Regions from separate parts of the Capsicum annuum genome. Here region 1 is linked to region 2. The links are chromatin contacts, called in public Hi-C maps. All regions are on one chromosome and are shown on one strand. The core of a region is the stretch at or near the end of the contact, and the rest is flanking DNA. Distances in the headings are between cores, read along the strand shown. Region 1 overlaps LOC107838936 (PITH domain-containing protein 1). Region 2 overlaps LOC107838938 (a long non-coding RNA gene).

The links. Hi-C and Micro-C count contacts between places; a contact is called where the count stands out from the background.
Region 1: a contact with region 2 is called in a Hi-C map of bud, with 2.6 times the contacts expected there. The contact joins two enhancer-like sites. A contact is called at or near these places in 2 of 5 Hi-C or Micro-C datasets (bud and placenta).

What each region holds. Positions count from the first base shown.
Region 1 is chr8:84,121,908-84,127,133 of UCD10Xv1.1, forward strand. LOC107838936 (PITH domain-containing protein 1) reads right to left here. Exons shown (of 9, transcript XM_016682229.2): 9 at 3,926-4,210. The coding sequence ends at 4,168. Among protein-coding and RNA genes, the nearest start is that of LOC124886735, 3.9 kb to the left of the region's middle. Within about 2 kb of position 3,169, at least 5 of the 5 cell types and tissues checked have an H3K27ac peak or open chromatin away from gene starts, as enhancers often do. A contact at or near this core is called in bud, where this site is marked.
Region 2 is chr8:84,052,832-84,058,340 of UCD10Xv1.1, forward strand. It overlaps LOC107838938 (a long non-coding RNA gene), which reads right to left. Exons shown (of 9, transcript XR_001664906.2): 6 at 5,308-5,424; 7 at 4,611-4,765; 8 at 4,269-4,502; 9 at 2,869-3,380. Among protein-coding and RNA genes, the nearest start is that of LOC107838938, 6.9 kb to the right of the region's middle. Within about 2 kb of position 3,305, at least 3 of the 5 cell types and tissues checked have an H3K27ac peak or open chromatin away from gene starts, as enhancers often do. A contact at or near this core is called in bud, where this site is marked.

The sequences.
Region 1 (5,226 bases), core at 1,919-4,418, 69 kb after region 2:
AATGATTATATAATTGTAATTTATTAATCAAGTCGCATAAGTATATTTTCTAACAAAAAATTAATTGATTTAAAAAAATTTAAGTTGAGATTTAAAAAATAATTGATTTAAAAATTTCAAAAAAAAAAATTGCAAATTTTTATCTTACTAACACAAAAGTTATAATTATAAAAAACCCAACATCTCGAAATGAATTTAAAATTTTTAAAAGGCCTAAAACATAGAATAAATTATCATTCATCCAAAATTGAGTTTTTGGACAATTATAATTTTTGTATAACTATGAAAGTTTTGTGATAATTTTATTAGGAAAGGATTTATTTTTAATCTTTTTAAGAAATAAAAATTATATGTTTTGGTGGAGTCATAATTATGTACCAAAACTAATCAATCCAATTTGCCACGAATATTTTGCACTTATTTTCTCCTTAAATACCAGCAATAGAAATTGATCTAACCTTCAATTTTTCACAGAGCTCTTCTTTGTTATTTTTTGATTTTTGCCTATAATTTTTTCTATATTTGAACTACAAATATATACCAATTTAATTTCTCAAAATAGAGAGATGTCAAGCTAATACTAACATACCCCTTCTCACAACACTCGAAGAATTATTTTGATTGTTCAAATATTATTGAGAATTTTGGGATTTGCTTTCTGTTTGTGTGTTGTTTGAAGAATTGTGACTAGCAGACAGGTTCTTCTTTTTGGCTTTGATGCCTGCTACACCTATTGCGGAGGAGTTGGAATTCCTGACAAAAAAATATATATCAAAATAATAAAATAACAAGAGATACATACATCTACAATAACACAGAGTAAGAGATACATATAAATATATAAACAGAGAACTAGAGATACGAGATAACACAATATGTATCTTTAAACTTAATAGCATGTATATTTTGTATGGTTATTTCACTAAAACAAAAAAAATAGATACATATAAATGCATAAATAGAAAACCAGATATACAAGATAATACAATATGTATCTTTAATCTTACAAACATGTATCTTTTGTATGCTTATTCCAATAATACTTTAAAAAAAAAATACAAGATACATTTAAACGCCTAAACAGAGAACCATATATACAAAAAAATACAATATGTATCTTTGAGCTTACAAACATGTATCTTTTGGTATGCTTATTTCAATAAAATTTAAACAACACGAGATACATATAAATATATAAATAGAGAACTCACTTTTTTGTGATACAAAATAACATAATATGTACCTTTAAACTTATAAACATGTATCTTTTGGTATGCTTATTTCAATAAAACTTAATAAACACGAGATAGATATAAAAGCATAAACAAATAATCAGATATACAAGAAATTTAAAATGTATCTTGTACATCAAAATATGAATCTCGGCCTAATAATGCCCAAATCTAAACATGTAAATACCTTTGGAAGCTCATCCCTAGAAATAACTTCAACAACTCTTATTTTTTTAACGGAAACTTTACCTCGGGAATTGTTAGATCATCTCTTCTTAGAAACATGAACTTTTTTCTTATCCTTCTTGGCATGCCTTTCCTGCAATTTCTTCATAGTATATGGATCGTTTCTATGCTTGGATCTATTTTCATTGAAACCATCATTTCGTAGTCAAAACTATCAGGACAAAGTTTACAACTTCTTCATATTGTTTGATAATGTCTAATTGAGATATCCAAGACTAAAAGATGGTTTTGAATCTCTATTCATTATATTAATTCAAACAATATAGATTAAAAAAAATTATAATCAAAGATTTGTTTAACAATATCACCGAAAAATCACTTTGTAAAAATAATGTCAAATTATTGCTTTTTGAAAAAAAAAAAATTGTCAGACAGATTAGAAGAAATTGAATATGATTTTAGGGAGAAATTTACCTTAATTCAAAAGTATGAATTAGAGGAAAAGATGGGATTAAACCCACCGTTGAAATAATGGCGTAAAATAAGAAAGAAACGGTTCTTAATTTGGTAAAGTAAGGGCGTAGGATGAGGGGATCTTTAACATGTATCTCAAGTTTTAGTAAAAATACTAAATGTTGGGATATTTGTAATATTTTTAAATTGAAGGAAATTTTAGTAGTTTTGTAACTTAAGTTATTTTTTTAGATAATTTTTTCTTTTACATAAAAGGATTTTCTACCCAAATTTATTTTTAAAAAAGAATATTTTTCTAGATTCTCGCCTAAAACATACAATAAAATTTTTCAAAAGATTTAACTAAGGACCTTCGGAAGGTATTTCAATCCTTTTCCATTTTTGAAATAGATCCCAAAAAAAAAAGGGGAGAGAGAAGCATATTGTCGTTCGTGTGTCCATATGACACATTTTTTTGTAGGCTAAATCCATTGGGAGACACTAAAATGAATATCTTTCACTTAAAACATCTTTACGAAAATTTGTATCATTTAAACACTTAAAAATACTTGATTATGACACTTTTCGTTGAGTCAACCCAAACTATATAAAGAGTGTGCACTACACTCGCCCATGGCATGTCAAAATGGTGAATTAAATGAAGACACGTGGCATTTCATCTAAAATCATAATTAAAAATGAATTATGAGAGAAAAAGAAGATATTTTCAATCAAAACTAAAAATAAAAGAAATTATTTTCTAAGCAATCCCACCTCTTCAGTCCCTCCTTCCCCCTTCTAAATAAACACCTCATTTGCTGAATTTCTTTTCAAACTTTCTCAAAATTTTCAAATAACTTCATACTACAAATGGGGGATGAACGCATTTTTATCCCTTCCGACTGAATTCTTTTCTTTTTTTGAAATAAAAAAAGAAAAGAACTTAAAATTCATTTTCTGATTTTGATTTTTTTTTTTTTATAAAAGAAATGCCACATCTCAAAGAATGGTCGCGTTGTTAATTTTTCGGTGACCAGGGTAGAAATAATAGGAGGATTAAGTGGAGAAGGAAGAGAAAAAGAGTAAAGAAGAAGCAAAAACGAAAAAGAAGGTAAAAGAATAAAATAAAAAAGAACTGTTTGCTTAAATTCTTGAAGTGCCTATTTGATGTGAAATTCACACCAATTGTCAAATCCATAATAATATTAAAATGATAAGAGTCACACACTACTACCTGTGTTCAAATGATAAAAAGTGTTGACTAAAGACGTCTTGAGTATCTTTGCGATAGGTTAAACCTTAGTGTTGACTAAAGACGTCTTGAGTATCTTTGCGATAGGTTAAACCTTTTTTGCACCTTGTAACCCCACGGTCCCATCAGTTTTTTCCACCCCTCTTCCTCTTTATTTCTCCATCGCTCTGCGTGTTATTTTCTTCCTCTCGATATGTTGATCTTTTTATGATAGAACTCGTAACTGGACCATTAATGAGCAGACGGACAATATTTTCCACTTGACTCATGGAACATGTCATAATCAAGAAGAGAAGCAAGGCATTACCATAACTCTCCTGACAATTAGGAAATTAGCCCAAATGGCAATTAACAATTCAATCATTTATAGACTGAAATATAAAAGAATTTTTTTCAAGACCTTGCGAAGATATGAAAACCATGAAAGAACAAACTTAAACTTGTTTCTTTTTATTCTTTTTCCCGAGTCGTCCAAATATTGAGCCATCCGTTTCTCAGATATGCAAATGAAGGCCTCTGGAATCTGGCTTTTGCTGGTTTAAATAGCATATCCACAAGCAACATAGATATTATGAAATGTAAGGCAACAACCACTTCTCAAAACTCATTTGAGGCATCCTGATATGAGTAACATCATGAATCTAGAAGTAGAACGAATGGTTGCAGAAATTTACTCTCCATACGGCTGAGGCTGACGAAATCATAGGCATGCAGGGGGAAATAGAAGTCGGGTGGAGTTTTCAAGTACTGCATCTCAGAAAAGATGCACAATAGAAGTACTTACAATACCTGTGGATCACCCTAGTCTCCAAAAGGTGCATATATTTGCAATTATAAATATGAGGTTAGTGCCCCGTAACTGTTTGTTTAAGCTACCAGTTTCCAGCAAGAAAACTCTTCAAATCTACTCTAAAATCAGCATTTTCCTGAGAAATGCAGTGCAGACTTCAGTAAATTATCTAATTATTCCCGGGTATAAGTTCCACTGCAGTGTACATCTAATAGAGAAAGCACTCTACTCATAAGAGCTGCATATAACACAACTTATTCCACATGTGAAAAGCCTCCACCGGTCTCGGCCTGAGTCCTGCATACATAGATACCATCTTTTAGTTGACTTATGGACAACAGGTAAATGTAAAAGAGAGCTGAAGCCAAATTACAGGAATTTAATAGGGGCCACAGATGGGGACGTCAGGGAGGTGCCAAGCCCAATATTAGATTGCACCAGAAAGGAAAGAAGGCTGCAGCCTGATTTACATTTATACATTGGGAGGATGGACAATAGTAGGTGAGTGGATTGTGCCAAACAACACATGACTTGCCCATAAGAAAAAGATCATAGCAACATGGTCTCAAATATTTTTATGCCTCAAAAAATACAGGACTTCCTTAAGTTAACAGTGGATAATCTAATTCCAGGAAATTTATGTCATTAATTATGAGAACATTGTGCTGACATTCTCATCAAGCGCGGCTTCCGGCAGAGAAGTCTTGGTGTTTTCCTTCTTTCTGCAAGTCTCTCAACCTCACTCATGTCAGAATTTCCATCAAAGTTACAAGCAGAAACAGAACCACCTTGTGGAATTATCATGGAAAAATTGAAAAGATTTGGCATAGCTCATCGTCCCTTACAGGGTTGACATCACGGATTTGCACGGAGAACTTGTTAGGTCAGTTAGCTGCTACAAATAATATTAAGAGAGGTTTTCTAGTAGTGGCTTATGGAATGTTCTTTAAGATGAGAATAAATGAACTAAAAGGGATTTATGTTCAACTGATCTGATCTATTCTCAATATGATGAAGGGCGTGAGCCTCAAGAGAATGGTTGCGGATGATGAGACATAGAATGATCAATAGATTGTATGTGTATCTACATGATCAATAGATTGCATGTGTATCTCTACACCCTTCCTTGTCACAAGATTAGTAGATATCTACTTTTTATATTTCTTTCACACATTTGGGCAAACATAGTGTGGCTATTGCTGCTTTAGTTGGGAATTACCATTTCCTTAATTAATTACATTGAACAAATAAAAGTTGATCTGAGTGTTATGCTAAATCTATGTTTGCATCCACCAGATGCATGTTTTAATGTT
Region 2 (5,509 bases), core at 2,055-4,554:
TGATATGGAGGAAGGTCTAAGCCAACACATGAACTTAATACTTCACTACTATTTAATCTCAATAATTATGAAAATAATTTCTATCACCAAAAATGATCAAAAATCCATCTAAACCACATTGTTCCTATTTTCGCTACTAAAATTTGAGTTTTTCATTTATGGTATAAAATTTAGGAAAGCCTAGCCTAAATTTAAGTCAAGTGACATCAAGGTAAAGTTTTTTGTCCAATAAGTTAATATAATATTAAGGTAAAGTTAAGATTATACGAAGCGTACCTGGATGATCAAAGTAAATCCAAGCAGTCCATCGAAATTAGAATTTTTGACGGGTTCCAAAGAATATACAAACTTCTGCTAATAAGAGGGTGGCTATAACACTTAGAAAATATTTTTTGATTCAATTAGGACTCAGGGGTGGATTCACAGCTTTACGTACGGGTTTCCGAGAACCTATAACTTTCGTACGGTTCTTGAATTTATATTGAAAAAACTAGTAAATATATAAGAATTATAAGTTGAGAACCCACAAACAAAGTGTGTTATTGGTCTAGTGATAAAAATTATAAGTTAGAAACCCACAACCTTTAAATTCTAGATCCACCTCTGTTAGGACTAGTGGCGTTTTTAGTGGCGTTTTTAAATTTATATTATTGTAAGAATGATCAGTCAAATAATAAAGTTATCTAAGTATCAAAATATAATCATTAGACATTTGCGACTCAGTTTAGTCATTTAGTTTTCTTGATCATGAACAAAGATGCATTGATACAGATAGTTTTTCTCATATTAATTAATGAATTTCTTTCATAAGTTAAGTCGTAATGCATTGTTTACGTTATTTTTTTATTTTTATTTTTTTGTATAAATTTGATTTTTCGATATGTTTTCAGTTTAAATTTTTGAAAGTTTAATCTTCCATTTAATATTTGAATTTAATGTCTTGGTTCTTTGATATAACTAAAATATCTAATTGAATTTGCATCCAATAACAATTGAATTATTGTCTGTCTCACTATATATGATTGAATGAGTTTTGAATAAAGTCAATATAATTTTCTTAATTTATTTGATTTTGACAAATTCCAACTTTTTGAAATTTCAGATGAAGGAATTTAGTATGATATATTTTGTTATATACTGTGGGAACAAATTTTTAGAGGGTGTTCGAATTGAATTTTGACTTCTAAGAGAAATTAATAAGGTAGGATTTTTAATTTTTTTATTTAACTTAAAACTAAGTGCTTATAAATACTTTTTTATTGTACATACATACTGCAAAAAATATTTAAATTTTTTATTGGTCTAAAAACACTTAAAACATGTCAATCTAAACATGCGCTTAGTTATGACTTATATCTTAAAAATATCCGAGTATCCATATTTTCATTTTGGATTCCTATTTGGTAATAAAAAATAAGTTTAAAGTAATAATCCATGAAACGTAAAGTTAGTTAAATATAAATAGTGAAAATTTTTTATTTTTAAATATGTTTTCAATTTAAATATTTGAAAGTTCAATCTTTTATTTGATAGTTGAATTCAATGTCTTGGTTCTTTGATATAATTAAAATATATAATTGAATTTGTATCTAATAACGATTGAAGTATTGTTTTTCTCACTATAATTGACTGGATGAGTTTTGAATAAAGCCACTATGGTTTTGCTAATTTATTTGATTTTTGACAAATTCCAACAAGCACTTTTTGAAATTTTAAATGAAGAAAATTTTAATATGATATATTTTGTTATACACTGTGGAATAAAGTTATAGAGGGTGTTTGAATTGACATTTGACTTATAAACAAAAATAATAAGGTATGATTTTAAATTTTTGATTTGAGTTAAAACCAACTTATAAATATTTTTTTGTTTTACCTAAATACTACAAAAAAAATGCTTAAAATTTTATTGATTTAAAAACACTTAAAATAATTCAATCCAAAAATGCTCTTAGTTATGACTTTTATATCTTAAAAATATCCGAGTATTCTTATTTTCATTTTGGATTCCTATTTGGTATTAAAAAAAAAAAGTTTAAAGTAATAATCCATGAAATGTGAAGTAAGTTGAATAAAACTCGTGAAAATGACCTAAAAAAGTTGAGTACAACACTTTGAATCACCAACAATATTCACTCTCAAACAACTGATGATGTTAAACGATGGATAATCATCAACCTCAACGGAACCACACTTCAATAGTCTTGGTTGGTTGACACAGAGAAAAATTTTATGCCCATTTATTTATTTGATAAATTTGCAAATTTATTTTTGTTAAATATTATTCGTACGTCGCATGAATACTAATACTAATATTTAATAATCAGAAAATTCTCAAATTATTAACATATGAGGAAAAAGTGCTCATGTAATTACAATAGTTTGATGTCATATTTATTAGAAGATATGAGGAAAAAGTGCTCATGTAATTACAATAGTTTGATGTCATATTTATTAGAAGATGACCGGTTAGACATATTATTTTATAAACACAATCCAAATTGACATGGAATTGAATTATACGTCTTGTAACAGTATCATCATATGTTATGTGACTACTAGAGGAGCACGGCCCATGACAGTACAGGCCCAACATTAAGAATTGATTATGTCCGATACGTTAGATTGATTTCAATTCGAATTATAAGGTTGTAAAACATAAATATATTAAAACATAAAACTACTTGAAAGTATTTTCCATCGAAAAAGGTTACAAGATCTGACTGAACCTTGCAAAATAGACCCACACATCTAATATTCCAAGTTGATTCCACATGTAATATTCCGCAAGTTGCGAGTTGCAAGATACATACCGCAAGTTCTATACATAGTATTTATCATAGTTCTAATAAAGTTGATTCCACATGGTTTAACAAAAGATTAACATATCAAATTAGCATATTTCGAGAAATAGATTATTCGAACATCCTCCAAGCTTTATAGGATAGTCCTTAATACTTTTTGGTAATCACAATTACACCACAATGGAGAAACCTCTTCAACTAATGGGACAATGATTCGCAGAGTATTAATTCTCAAACAAAAAGGTCAACATATTCCTATCAAATATGATTAAACAAGAAGATACAATCCCTGAAAATATAATGTGTAATAGCTTAAAGTTCATCAGTTACGCACACAAGTCATCTATGGTTGTTGCCTTGCTAGCATAGGTCCCCCGGTTATTCGAGTTTTCCCCTCAAACATAGATTAGAGTCGACAAAACGTCAATAACACGACGACGACACTATAAGCACCTCCTGCCACTTGTTCATTACTTGCACATTATTAATCATACATACTAGAGGACACTCCAAGAACTCAGAAATAAGCCATCGAGCAAATACAGATGCAGCATCCACCTTGGGTCTGGACAGTGACTGTAAAAGAGGACGCTGACGTTGAAATGGGCTTGATTATTATTTTTATCAAAGACTAAGTGTTGAGAGTTTTAGATTTTTTACTTTGTATTTGTATTACTCCCTCCGTTTGAAAAAGAATGACCTACTTTCCTTTTTAGTACGTTTAAAAAAGAATACTCCTTTCCTTTTTTGGCAATACTTTAATTTCAACTTTCCACATGGCATGTTTAGGACCACAAGATTAAAGGGTATTTTGGTACATTTGACACAACTTTAATTTAAGGCCACAAACTTTAATTTGCGTAAATCTCAACTATCAATTACATACAAGTAAATCACTACTTCACAAACTTCTCAGGTATCCTATAAACTTTATGTTTGAGTAATCTGTGACTTTGCTTATTTCATATTATAATATTGCAAACAATAAATATACAATGATATGAAAAATGCAATTTTTAAGAAGAAAAAAGCAAAAAAAGGTTACACCAAGATATGTTGTTCAAACTCTAAAAAAATATTACCACAACTGTGTTGGATCCTCCAGAGGTATACTAATTTTAGAGGATCCACATCCTATAACAGATCGAAAGAGTCCGAGCAACATAGACACCAAGAATATTGATTTGCATATCAACATGTTTGAGAAAATCACCAGAATGATCAGAACAAAGCACTTTACACATCTTTTTCTAAAATCCCAAATAAGAATTACTACTTTAGCTCTTTCCGAATGCAGAAGGGGAAAAACAAAGAAACACACTTTATAACATTAAAAAAAATGCGAAATAATAAGAATGTAGAAAAGCAGTAGGTTGTGCATGCATTAATTTTGCTAATATATGAAATCAATCATGAGTATTTGCAATTACAATAATACTTCTAGAAAAGTTTCTAAACACTTACCAGAATTGTTCACAGAACAATGGAACCATTTGGATTTTCATCACTGAACACCTCTGTAGTATGATACAAATAATTTCCAGTCACCGTTCTGCTTCAATAGTAAACAACGCCTCCGTCATTCACAGTCAAAATTTTGACGTCTCTCTTCATGTGATATCTCAGTGATTCTGCCAAGGATTTCATGTCAATCTTCTACCAAGTTGTTTTCTTGATCCATTTTCATGTTCCAGCATCCTGTATTAGAGGCATTGGATCATCAAATCTATGATAACAACAACATGTCCCATGTAATCACATAAAGTAAGATTTAGGGAGAATAGAGTGTACATATGTAGCCCTTACCCCTACTTCTTTGAAGGAGATAGAGAGGTTGTTTATGAAAGAGCCTTGGGTCTGGTGAAGCAAATCAATGCAGTAATGGATCATCAAATCTTTGATTGAATGTATACTTACTGTTGCTAAATTGTTTTCCCAATCCATTTTCATGTTCCAGCATCCTGTATTACAGCCATTTGATCATCAAATTTACGGTGATAACAACATATCCCGTGTAATCACATTGTGAGGTTTGGGGGAAATAGAGTGTATATGCAGACCTTACCCCAACCTCTTGGAGTGAGATAGAGATGTTGTTTTCAAAAGACCCTCAACTCAAGTGAAGCAAATCAACATAGTAATGGATCATCAAATTTACAATGACAACAACAACAACAACAATATATGCCGTGAAATCAATAAAGTAAGATTTGGAGAAAATAGAGTGTGTGTATATAGACCTTATCCCTATCTCATGGAGGAAGAGATTGTTTTCGAAAGATCATCGACTCAATTAAAGAAAATAAATGTAGTAATGGATCATCAAATCTACAATAATATATCCCGTGAAATCTTATAAACTGAGATTTGGGGAGAATATAGTGTAACTACACCTTACCCCTACCTCCTGGAGGGAGATTTAGAAGTTGTTTTGAAAGACCCTAGAGTCAAGTAAAGCAAATCAAAGTAGTAATGGATCATTAAATCTACGACAATCCATTACCTTACCACTATTGATTCTTTCGCCAATATTCTTCGGGCAATTCATTACATTAGCCGCTTTAAAGCTAGCAACCTTTTAATCTCAGCGCATTTCTTCTTTAAGTCCCATTCTTTTTGCCTGCAGGAGGTAATGGAGCAAATGAACTCAGTTTTCTGCCTAAATCCATAGAATGAGGTACCTCTGATAAAGAAATTTCAAAATG